Linked DNA regions of Ovis aries: region 2 is linked to region 1. A link is a contact called in public Hi-C data. All regions are on one chromosome and are shown on one strand. The core of a region is the stretch at or near the end of the contact, and the rest is flanking DNA. Distances in the headings are between cores, read along the strand shown.

Region 1 (2,916 bases), core at 200-2,699:
AGTCACCCGTTCAGAACACAATTCAGTGGATTTTAACCTATTCGTAGAATTGTGCAACATGTTTAGAACACTTGGTCAGCCCCGGAAGGAACTCCACACAGACAAGCAGCCACTCGCCGTTTCCCCAACCACCCACTGCGCCTGTGTGTTCTCAGGCGCTCAGTCGTGTCCGACTCTTTGCGACCCTCTGGACTGTGGCCCACAAGGCTCCTCTGTCCGTGGGATTCTCCAGGCAAGAATGCTGGGGTGGGTTGCCGAGCCCTCTTCCAGGGCCTCCTCCTGACCCAGGCATCGAACCTGCGTCTCTTGTTCCCCTGCCTGGGCAGGCGGGCTCTTTACCCCTGAGCCGCCTGGGAAGCCCCAGGCCCCGGCAGCCTGACCCCACGTCCTGTCTCCGTGCATCTCCTGTTCTGGGTGTTTCTTGTCAATGGAGTCCCACAACAGGCGGCCCTTTGTGACTGGCTCCTCTCATTTTGCGTGATGCTTCTAAGGTCCGTCCGCATCGTAGCATGGAGTGATGCCCTACTTTTACGGGTGAATGATATTGTTTCATGGATAGACCACGTTTCGTTTCTCCGTTTATCAACCGACATTTCCCTCTTATGAATAAAGCATCTATGAGTGTCCACGCGCAAGGCTGTGTGAGCTCTCTTGCCTGAGAGTGAAATTGCTGGGTCGCGTAATCATAAGATCTTCACCATTTTGAGGAACTACTAGACTCTTCCAAAGTGGCTGCACCCTTTTCCGATACAGTCCCCCCAGCACTGCAGGAGGCTCCAGCTTCTCCACATCCTAGCCAAGTGCTTGTTGTCTGTCTTTTGCTCTGTTTTTTGGCCGCCCTGCGTGGAATCTTAGTTCCGCAACCAGGAATTTTATTTTGTTTACGTTTGTTTGTTTGGCTGAGCCGAGTCTTGGTTGCAGCATTGGGATCTCCAGTTGCGACATGCGCACTCTCAGCTGTGGGATACAGGCCCCTGACCAGGAATTGAACCGGGCCTCCTGCACTGGCACAGTGGAGTATTAGCCACTGGCCCACCGGGGAAGCCCCTGTGTTTTTGCTCGAAGCCGTCCTGGTGAGTGTGAAGCTGCGGCTTTGATTTGCGTTTCCCTAACCTGCTGATGATGTTGGCGTCTTTTCAGGCCTTAAAAATTTTGGCTCAGAAGTAAAACGATCCATTGTAGTGGTGCTCATACATGCTTGAGCCTTAGAACTGTTAGATGAGAGTTTACCGGAAGGTCTAAAACACAAAACAAGCAGTATGCGAGCTGGGGCCAGGGCGCTTTGCAGGGCGAGAAGGGAGCAGGGCTGGAGCCACCCTGCTGGGCATCCACCCAGAGCCCCCGCCTGCACCGGAATCTCCCCAAGACAACTACAACTCTGTCAGCCACTGACCAGGCAACATCACAAGATGACCAAGAAGACAGGGCAGTAACAGGGAGTGACCGATCACCCAGTGAGCGGGGCTGAGCGAGCGTGTTTTCTAAACAAAACAGAGCAACAGGCTCTGAAGACAGAACGTTGGGAAATCCTGTTTTCATTCAACAAATACTAACTGAATGCCCTTCCTGCCCGATTCCTAGGTTCTGGAGATTAAGGCCCTGGTCTCGCAGACAGCAGACAAGCAGAACAAGGACGTCAGGCAGGAATTAGGAGTCAGCAGGGCTGAGAGCCCGGGCAGGGACCGGTGGCCCCTGACTCCTGTGTTTGGCCCCGGCGGGTCTCAGTGCTGCGTGTGGGATCTTTAGCCGCCACATGCGGGCCCTGGTGCCCTGACCAGGGATGGAACCCGGGCCCCTGCTTTGCTGGCACAGCGTCTTAGCCCCTGGACCACCTCGGAAGTCCTGACATCTACTTAGGTGAGGACGTCCGGGATGCCTAAGAAGGTGATGTTTAAACTGAGAGCGGGAAGATGGGAAGGCAGAGGAACAGTTGATGCCAGGCTCCCCGCAGGACCCGGCAGGACCTGCCCAGGGAGCCCTGGGAAGCCCCAGCCACTCTGGGTCAGGCTAAAGATTCTGATTTCGAGTGCGATAGGAAGCTGTGGGGGTGTTAAGTGGAAAGAATGCTGTGGGCTTACCGTTTTCTTAGAATAAACTTTTGCCTAGGGGTGGAGTTTAGAATAATGTTAACTTTCTAGAAAAATGAGGGATCCTCCCAAGTTCGTCACGTCCCTCAGCAGCACCTTAGGTCACGTTTGGTGCGCGTGTCAGGGAGTGTGAGCCCGCCCTCCGCAGCTCACACCGTCCACGCTGAATGCAGGCACCCTTAGTCTTTACCTAACGTCCTTTTTCCTGCTCCCAGATCCCGTCCAGGGGCCGCGTGACCTATAGGTGTCACGTCTTCTCAGACTCCCCTTGGCTGCACCATTTTCCCAGACTTCCTCGCTTTGCTGCTGTTTGCTTTAACGGCTGTGTCACCTTGCTTCCCTGTTTCTGGCCGTGCTGGGCCTCCACTGCCGCGCGAGGGCTTTCCCTGGCTGTCGTGAGCGGGGGCTGCTCCCCAGCAGCACTGTGTGGGCTCTCCCCTAGAGGACTCCTCTCGCTGTGGAGCGCGCCTGACCGGCTTCATGTTGGCTGACCAGGGCTTAGCCATGGCCTGAAGGGTCCTCACTGCGTCCTGCACAGTCGTCTGTGGGCTTCTCTCTCGTTGGAGCACCTGGGCTCAGTGGTTGCAGCCCTCAGGCTTAGTTTCCTAGTGACATGTAAGATCTTATTTCTCTGACCCGGAATCGAACCTGTGCCCCTCGCATTGGGAGGTTGACTCATAACTGCTGGAGACCAGGGGAGTCCCAGGCTTTCCTTGCTTTCGACAGCCTTGGCAGTGTGAGACTGCCGGTGAGATATCCTGGAAAAGGCTCCTCAGTTGTGGTTTGCTGATGTTTCTCATGCAATACAAACATGGTTGAAAGGAGGGCT
Region 2 (3,120 bases), core at 375-2,874, 34 kb after region 1:
AGCACTGCCCAGCCAGGGCCCGTCCTCTCAGAAAGCCTGGGCGGTGGTGGCCGTAGAGATCAGGGCTCAGGACATCCGGGAGGGCGGCGGCGGGCAGACGCCTGAGGGAGGGCTCACCTGCGGTGGAGACGTCGGAGCTACCTGGGGAGGGCGCCCCCGCGCCAAAGCTGCCTGGGTAGGTGGGGCTGGCCTGCCTGCAGTCCTCGAGCATCTCCTGGGCGAAGGGGCTTTCCTGGTCTGGGGGCAGGGGGTGAGTGGTCAGAGGGGGCCCTGGCTCTCCCAGCTGGGGGCCGTCAGGCTGGGGAAGGATGGAGGAGGGGCTCTCACCAAAGGGGCCTTGCTCCCCGAGAGGCTCCTGGAGGGCCAGGCTGTCCTTCTCCAGAAGCTCCATGATCCAGCTGAGCTCGTCGGGGAAGCTGGAAGCTGAGGATGAGGGGGTCAGAGCCCAGAGAGTCGGCTCCCCTTCCTTCCCCTCCCCGGGGCAACCAGCCTCCCTGCCGGGGTAGGGGTACTCACTGAGGTCCCAGAGCTGTGAGTAGAGCTGGTCCCCCAGGGGTCCGAACAGCAGGCGCAGCTCCTCGGGCGCGCAGCGGCACAGGGCCGCGCCGTCCAGCTCGCAGCGCGAGAGGTCGATGGTGCCAGGGTCACACCTGTGCCGCTCCGCCTGGTAGCTGACCCAGTCCAGGACCTGCGCTTTGGACCACAACTGGGGCTGCTCCCCCAGCCAGCTGGCCTTCTCTGCAAGGGGCCAGCGCAGTCAAGGGTCAGCCCCCTCTGGCACCCGCTGGGGATTCCCGGGGTTCCCCCCCCCACCCGGACGGGGGCAGGTGGTGGTGCTCACGGCACCCTGGCCAGCACCCCCCCAGGCAGGTACCCCCAAGCCCCAACACCCCAGCCCGCCCCCTGCCCGATCCCTCCCAATCCCAGGCTCTCGCCCCAAATGCCCAGCCTCTCCTGAGACCCACCTGAGCCCTCTAGGGCCACCTGCGGGCTGCCCAGGGCCAGCACCAGGTCATCGGCCCCAAAGGTGGGCGCAGGGGGCACAGAGGCGAGAGTGGGGTCGTCCGAGCTGTACATGGTGCTGAAGTAGTTGCTGAAAACGTTGCTGATCTCACAGGTCGCAGCCATGGGGCTCCCTGGGAGCGGGGGAGGCTGGTGAGGCCGGCACCCTGCCTCACCCGCGGGCCATCCTGCTCCCACCAGGCCTGGGGCAGTTAGAGCCCCAAGGGCGGGAAGGTCAGCCTGTCTTGGGACCAGCTCTCCTCCAAAGAGGCTCCAAGGTCTCAGAGCGGAGTGAGAGCGTGTGGTGAGCAGGGCACCAGGCCGGGCTCCCTGTTCTGCCCGCCTGGGTCTGCGGGTGGGACCAGCTATCACGGCCACCGCGTCCTTCCCTTGCCGTCAGGACACGGCCCGGCACTCCCGCTTGCGCAGATTCAGAACCGAGCTCCACCGCCCCTCCCCATCCCCCGGGCCGGGCGGGGGTCCTACCGTGGCAGCTGAGGGTGTGGCAGGCAGGCCAGGGGCTGCCGGCGGAGGAAATCCAGGGGAAGGGGCCCCACCAGGTAGCCAGGTAGCCAGGTAGCCGAGGCTCTGGCTGCGCTCCCAGCGCGCTCAGTAGGGGCGTTGGAGCTCCGCCCGCACCCGGGCCTTTATAGGCGCCCGCGGTAACCTGAGCTGGCGGCTCATTGGCCGAGGGGATTTCCTGGCCTTTAGACGGGGCTCCTGGCCCAGGTGATTTGCATACTTTGTGCCACTTGGCTGGGGTCCAGGCCGCCGGTGCTGGGAAGTCAGGCCTAGCTGGTTTAATGATTGTCAGGTCCGTCACCCGCGCCCTCTGGGGCAGTGGCCTGGGCGGGCGGCCCCGGGTGGGCATGTGCCCTCTCTGCTCAGGAAATTCCTCAGGGGGGCCAGGCCGGGGCTGGGCAGAGGGGAGGGGAGGGGACGGGGGTCAGGGCTGGGTCAGGAAGGCTACCTGCAGGTCTGAGGACTAGGGCAGGCAGGTAGGCAGGGAAGGCGCGGAGGTCTGGGGCAACAGTCAGGGCTGCTGGATGGGCGGCCGCAGGGCCAGCCACGGGCCCACCGCTGGCAGGAGGCTGGGGGCAAGGTCTCGGCACCCCCTGCCTGCCTGATGCCACCTGAGCCTCAGGGTTGCTGCAGCCGTGTCTGGGGGCCCTGGCGCTGTCAGAAGGACCCCCCCACTGTCCCCGACAGAGCTGCCTCTGGGGCCACCGAGCGAGGGGCCAGCCCCGTGCGGCCGTGTTTACCCCTCTGCGTAGCAGACCGGCATAGGCCTGCTGCCCCCTAGCGTCAGAGGCCCGGCTCCCTGGGCCCAGCTGGGTGCTCTTCAGGGAGCAGGCCCCATCTGACCCTCAGCAGGGCCCTCAAGGTGGCAGCTGGCGGCCCACAGACTCGCCCGGGCCAGGGGGGCTGGTGAAGTGGGGCTGAGGTCTGAATCCCCAGCTGGTGCTCCCCGCAGACACCCTCGCCCTCCCTGTGGGCAGGGGACCCCTCCGACCACGGCCCCTCCATGAGCTCATTCGTAACCACAAGGGCTGTCCCGAGACCACGCAGGCCTGCGTGGGGGCAGCCAGGGGTCTCCTCCATTTCCCACCCTTGAAGACAAGGCTCTGTGGGCCTAATAGCCCTGAGTCTCCTCCGGACGTTTTTTTAACGCATCAGAGACACGACATCTGAGCACCCCTCGCCGCCCTCCTTGGTCTGCACCAGGGCTGGGGCGGCCACCTGCTCAGTCTCCTGAGTGAGGACACCCCCGCCTTGCTTTAACCCCCGGTAGGACAGATGCCCCTCTCCGGCACTGAGGTCCCAGCCCTTCCCTTGGCCCAGACGTGGGGGCCAGGCCAGACTGGGGTGAAGGGGGGCAGGTTGCAGGGGAGAGCTCCCCAGCCCTCCAGGCAGCCTCCCCCACAGCCCGAGGCACGCCCTCTACCCCAGCCCTGGAATGCGGGCGAACCGGCTCCAGCCTCAGGACGGCTCACGCTCACGTGCTCCTGAGCCGGCCCTCCAGGGCAGCGGCTGTGGCTGTGACCCAGGAGGGCCTTGGCGAGGGCAGGCCTGCAGGGGCTGCGCGGGAGGAGCGGGCAGACACGCCTTCCCTCCAGG

What was found. A called contact is a pair of places that touch in the nucleus more often than the background predicts.
Region 2: a contact with region 1 is called in a Hi-C map of tail adipose tissue, with 3 times the contacts expected there. The contact joins the promoter of ELF3 here to the enhancer-like site in region 1. A contact is called at or near these places in 4 of 16 Hi-C or Micro-C datasets (hypothalamus, liver, retroperitoneal adipose tissue and 1 more).

What each region holds. Positions count from the first base shown.
Region 1 is chr12:79,857,597-79,860,512 of ARS-UI_Ramb_v3.0, forward strand. LOC105610032 (basic salivary proline-rich protein 1-like) reads left to right here. Exons shown (of 3, transcript XM_060396809.1): 1 at 1-1,073; 2 at 1,582-1,857. Among named protein-coding and RNA genes, the nearest start is that of GPR37L1, 25 kb to the left of the region's middle. Within about 2 kb of position 1,450, at least 1 of the 54 cell types and tissues checked has an H3K27ac peak or open chromatin away from gene starts, as enhancers often do. A contact at or near this core is called in tail adipose tissue, where this site is marked.
Region 2 is chr12:79,891,516-79,894,635 of ARS-UI_Ramb_v3.0, forward strand. ELF3 (E74 like ETS transcription factor 3) reads right to left here and starts at 1,625. Exons shown (of 9, transcript XM_027976036.2): 1 at 1,489-1,625; 2 at 966-1,136; 3 at 517-738; 4 at 328-423; 5 at 118-237. The coding sequence starts at 1,128.